2 separate regions of the Mus musculus genome follow, and region 1 is linked to region 2. A link is a contact called in public Hi-C data. All regions are on one chromosome and are shown on one strand. Each heading gives the region's core, a stretch centred on a gene start, on an enhancer-like site or on the middle of the called end of the contact. The rest is flanking DNA. Distances are from core to core; before and after follow the strand shown. Region 1 has its middle 10 kb from the start of 4922502H24Rik. Region 2 holds the start of 5930438M14Rik (RIKEN cDNA 5930438M14 gene).

Region 1 (2,920 bases), core at 368-2,867, 180 kb before region 2:
CTAATTTTAAACCTCAACCAGTTTTTAAATATGCCCTACTTCCATACACTCCCGGTAAACTCGGTGTCACTGTTATTTTTATTTCAAGTTGTTTTCTTTTCCTTTGAATAGTTCTCATTGACTCCATTTTAAAACCATAGGCAGAGCGACCTCAGCTTCCTCCCAGGAAGGAGCAGTAATTGACTGACATTTGCACTTCGACTCCTGTAACCCACAAACAACTGGACAAAGCATATAAAACACCCTTTTTCCAGAACTGGACAGTGAGCGCTAGAAGATCTGTGATCTTTGGAAGCGATTTCCTAACCTTGGGGCAGGAAGGAGCACCCATGCAGAGCTTGGAAGGCTCCCGGAACTGAGGAGACATGGGAGCCCAGAAAGGCTGAGGCAGCAGTAAATGTGCAGTGCAGTGCAGTGCTCCAGAGAGGGAGGAGCTAACCAGTGCAGTGTTCCAGAGAGGGAGGAGCTAACTAGTGGAAGAATCCAGCAGTCTTCATAGGAGTTGCTAGATGAAACCCAAATTACAGATGTTTAGCTTAACTCCATAAATCCAGTCAAAGAACTGCTCCAGGGGCTCTCCTAAGAATCCTGGAGCTAAAGCACTAAGACACATTCATGTGGTCACTCAGAATATGACCTCATTTGAATATGCATGCAACAGAAACCCCCAGAAAAGCCCAACATTAGTGGGGTAAGTCAAACAGCCCTATGAGAAGCCTGCTGTTCAGCTGCCCCAACAAAGATTAAACTGATGGGCAAATACATTGCCCAAATATCAACATGGTAAGGAAAATCACCAAGATCCAAACATTCATATTATTCATTTTATTACTGAGTATGAGAGCATACTCAGTAATAATAAGTGCTGCATATGCCAAGGGGTAGGTAACACCTGACCCCTAATCACAAGAAAATCCAGTCAATGAAAACAGAAATAGTCCACAGAGCTGCAGAAGTGGCTCAGATGTGGAATTAGCAGAATTTCCGACTAATGTCTAAGCTCAATAATCTATAAGAAAGTGGAGCATAAATGAAGTGAAAGGCACATAAACACCCCAGAAAACCAAAATTATTATGTATCTGAAGTCAAAAGATAGTTAATGGACTTAACACCATATTAGAGATAGAAGACATATCTTAAATTAGACACAGGTAGAGGAGACGGATTTATATAAAAAGAGCAAGACTATAATAACATTAGAGACAAGCACTTTAACACACTTGTACCTGGAGTCCCAGATTAAGGCCTAGAGAAAGGAAGAGGTGGGGTACAGGAAGCATCTAAAAAAAATTAGAGGCCTCCCAAAATCTACTTAAAGAATACATTTTTCAGGAGGCATGATAATCTAAGCTGTATAAACTACAACTATAGCACATGTATACAGTAGCCATCCTCCAAGTTGGCTCCCAATGACCCGCACCTGCAGCTTTCATGCTGGTGTGTGTTTGCCACTTGCTCTCATTAAATAATGCTGGCCTCTTTGACTCCTTGATATATCAGAGATAATAACATGTGACTTTTGAATGTAAGTCAAAAGGAAACACTACAGCTTTTGCTTGCTCTGTGGGAACCCAGTTTACTGCCTGCATCATCCCCAGAGCACCATCTGGCAGGCCAGCATGAATGTTCCATTGTGGAAGCAGGCTCTTCTGCCCCAATGAGAGTCACCAAATGACTGGGGCTCCACATTACTTCTTGATGGGAACCTCACAGCAGAACCACCTTGGTAATCACTCCTGGATGCCAACCCATAGAGATCATGAGATGTATTCTAAGCCATCTTACTTGTGAGGTGATAATTTGCACAATAAGTTATATTTCTACTTACTAACAAGAATTATAAAACAGTATTTTCAAAAAGTCTCTTTGTAATAAGAACAAAGCATCCTGAAATGCTTAGAGATTAAAAATAATAAAATCTTACTGAAGATTAGAGTATTACTAAATAAATGCATGTGGACTTAAATAAATGGAACTATCTTTCATGTTTAAAGTTTGGAAGATATAACATTGTTAAAATATCACTTCTGCCCAGATTAATTTATCGGTTCTGTTGTGATTGCAATAAAAATTCTACCAATCTTTAATAAGAAAAATGGGTCAGTGGTTGCCTGAAGCCTGAACTGAAAGAAGCTATATCCTACAAAGCAGCCAAAGAAAGATTTTGGTGGTAAACAGTGTTTTCTGGATCTTGACTAAGGGGATAATTTCATAGGGGAACATGCAACAGGAAAAGCTCGTCTGTGAATGTATGCAATCAATAAGAATGATTTCACAAAAATGTGTAAACCAAAAATATCCCCATGCCTCTAGCACCCATTTCCATCCCTGGGTGCAACTGATGCTATCAAGCATTGTATATTCATCTGCATAGACTTCATGCATATGTAAATATGTAAATACATTCTCACAGGGAGTGTGTTTCCCTTAAAAAAAATTGTAGGCATGCTACACATTCTTCTATACATCTTGGCTTTTTCATCATTCAGTACATTCTGAAGACCATCATCTATCAATCTAGGATGGGTGATATAGACATATATCTCATCTAGGATGGGTGATATAGACATATATCTCATCTAGGATGGGTGATATAGACATATATCTCATCTAGGATGGGTGATATAGACATATATCTCATCTAGGATGGGTGACATAGACATATATCTCATCTAGGATGGGTGATATAGACATATATCTCATCTAGGATGGGTGATATAGACATATATCTCATCTAGGATGGGTGATATAGACATATATCTCATATTCTCATAACTAGGTGATACAGACATGTCACAATTTGCACTATTAGTGTCTTGTTAATTCACATTTGTGTTCCTTACACACTTGTTAGCCAATCCCAGAGTGAATAGTCATGTAAGTGTGTAAACTCTGGAAACTCTGGTTTCTGCCCAAAGA
Region 2 (2,929 bases), core at 344-2,843:
TGCTAGCTCATTACCTCCTGCTAGACTCCAAGGCTTTGTAACGGAAATTGGCTCTGATCTCCGAGATGGGCATTACATCATAGTCTTCTTTTAGCACATTATGTCATCCCTGCTGAGACGCATTATCTATGGTTGGCTCAGCAGTAGCGATTTTTGTGGGCCGACTGCAGTGTTCCCAAAGAACTGCTGGGAACCACAGATTGAAATCTGAAACATTTATCTTCTAAAAAGCTGAAAAGGGGAAAAGATGTTCATGTTGGACCCCATTTCTTTTCCTTAACCCTCTCCTTTCTTGGCTACTTGTAGATCGCTCTGCTGTGAGCACCGGAGAACAATGTGCAGAGGCTGTGCAGGAGCTAACATTTGGAAATAACTGAAATTAAGGGGGACTGACACCCTGTTTTTCATCTGGGACCAATACTCTGCACTTACCATGATCACATCTCAAGGGATGCTACAAAATGCTCAGAAGAACCACCTGTACTTGCACCCAGCAAATAGAGAACATCATTCTGCCAAAATCTTAGGCTGCTTCAGAAAAGAACACACAAATTGAAGCTACACATGCACACATACACCTGCTTATCTTCCTGACCATGCTGTGGCCACACAGACAAATTCTAGATTTGTATTAGAAAAAAAATGTTTGCCAGGAACTGCACCGATATTATCTCTTGTCACTTCAACCATGAAATTAGAAGCCCATTTTGTACCTTTCCATCCTAGGCAGGATAAGAAGAAACCACTGCACAGAGGGAATAGAAAGACACTTTTAGGATCGAGCAAAGATACTCCCAAGCCCCAGAGAATCCCTATACCTTTCTTGTCACAAAGGCATAATTATGGAATTGTGGTGGGGGAGGGTCTCTAAATACCAGAAGGAAATAGAATACATTCAACCATGACAGAATTACAATTCCTCTCTTATACACCAACTAATGAGATTCACTGGGCAGGGAATACGTGAGGGAGGAGGCTCTCAAAGAGGCTATGAAAGTCCTCTTCTCCACCCACCTGTGCACTTTTCAGACTTTTTAATAATGAATATTTATGCTCTCAATTACTCTCTGTGATACTTAAATGGCAGTGCCATCAAAGCAAACAAACCCAGGATTAATGGGAACGAAAGTAAAGCTAACATTTGTCCTGGTCCAAAAGCCTTGTTTCTTTCTATCTTCAGTAGTACTTTGTCACACTCCACCCTAGGCTACACACACACACACACACACACACGCCACCCTTGGATTACAAAGCAAGAAGTTACATTTCATTCATTTGCTTGGTCCACAATGAGGCCATGTGCACAGTCCAAGCATCCCCACAGGTGTTGGGACTCTGGGATATGAAAACTACCTGGCAGGATTTCAGCAATCAACTGTTCGCATCTTTAGCATCTCTTCTCCCATATTTCATGTCTGTTGCCATTCGTCTTTATCAACTCTGATGGGAAAAGTGGGGATTGATGGAGCGACCCACAGAGCCCTCTGAAGGGGCTTTCAGATCGACAGTAGACTATAAAATGTCATTAAACAGCTAAAAGCCATTTTCAAAAATCCTTTCCTCTTCCCTTCGCCTTTCTTCCTTTGTCCCTTCATCCCCACTTCTTCACTCAAGCTCTTAGAATTTTATGTTCTGACGGCCAAAACTCTTTAAATCGTAATAACTATGTATGCCACTCGGGATAGTGAAAGGAAACTACGTATACTCTGAATAGTTTCAAGTTTTTACTGCAGCCAAAGTAATTGCTATAGCATTTAAAAACCTACTGAAAAGAGCAAGGAGCCTTCACACATTAAGCTGATTTTCATGGAAGTTGTAAAATATTAGATGACTATAATTTCTATCAACAGCAGAATTAGCTGGCCTGACCATTCTCTTTTTGACAAAGTTAGTAGATTCATAAACCCTGGGAAATGCACCTCTGCCCCGGATTTTGGCTGACAGACATGCTGAAGAGGATATTAGGTATCATGTTTGCCTCTTCTGATGACCTGTATATCCCTGTAGGCTGTACCCAGTCCTGCTGAAAAGTCTTCAGGATAACTGAAAATCTTTAATGCACTCTCAAACAAAGCCAATGTGGAATAGAGCCAATGTGCCCCCCACCCCCCAGATCCAGAGCAAGGCAATTAGCCTTACCAACCACAGGAGCAGCAGCACCTGCCACCCTGCTACAGGGACGAGGAAGACAAGACCAACATCCTCATGTCATCTCTGAGAACAGATGTATAATGTGGGAATGAGATGCATGGTGTAAAACTAGCTCTCTTGCTCACTGTCTGCAGATTAAGGTGGATGTCCAGGGTGGTCCAAACAGGCTGAGACCAGATACTAATACTACTGACTTCTGACATTACAGCAAAACCAATGCTTAGGATGAAATGGATATTCTGATGGGAATTCTGGCAGTGTCTTCTGCTTTTTATTTATTTAGTGTGTGTGTGTGTGTTGTTGTTGTTGTTTTGTTTTTGTTTTACTTTGTTTTTGCCCAACTGCTTTGATGCTTAAGATGCTGGCAGAAATAAAACAAACCCAATATGTACCTTTCAATCCAACCTGGGAAGAGGATGCAAAGAGACCGGAGATACCCAGAATCACCTACTGTGTAGAAAGTAAACACTTGCTGTGTCACTGAAAACCTTAATCCTACTGTCCACCAGCAAGGCCAACTGTCCTCCCTACACTTCTCTCTGGGAGTGTCTGGGAGCATGTGGCATTGCCTAGACTGCAGAGGCTACCCTACTTCTCAGAGAAAGCCCTCAACGGTGAGCTTCTTCCTCAACGGTAACCACACACTTCCATAGACAGAGGCACGGTGGGACAATACAGATCACCAAAACTCTGTGATCCAAACACATACAGGTGGTGGAAAAATCAGCTTTCTGTATTTGGAGAAAATCACACTGGGATGTAGATGCTACATCTGATG

The links. Hi-C and Micro-C count contacts between places; a contact is called where the count stands out from the background.
Region 1: a contact with region 2 is called in a Hi-C map of cerebellum, with 1.9 times the contacts expected there. The contact joins the enhancer-like site here to the promoter of 5930438M14Rik in region 2. A contact is called at or near these places in 1 of 39 promoter capture datasets (hippocampal neurons), 2 of 484 Hi-C or Micro-C datasets (brain and cerebellum), 1 of 115 datasets of contacts at active chromatin or transcription factors (neural progenitor cells) and 1 of 9 other capture datasets (embryonic stem cells).

The regions. Positions count from the first base shown.
Region 1 is chr13:101,406,523-101,409,442 of GRCm38.p6, reverse strand. No RefSeq gene overlaps it. Among named protein-coding and RNA genes, the nearest start is that of 4922502H24Rik, 10 kb to the right of the region's middle. Within about 2 kb of position 1,617, at least 4 of the 459 cell types and tissues checked have an H3K27ac peak or open chromatin away from gene starts, as enhancers often do. A contact at or near this core is called in cerebellum, where this site is marked.
Region 2 is chr13:101,230,791-101,233,719 of GRCm38.p6, reverse strand. It overlaps 5930438M14Rik (RIKEN cDNA 5930438M14 gene), which reads right to left and starts at 1,593. Exons shown (of 4, transcript NR_046158.1): 1 at 1,354-1,593. All of the region lies in intron 2 of Gm36427 (a long non-coding RNA gene), which reads left to right.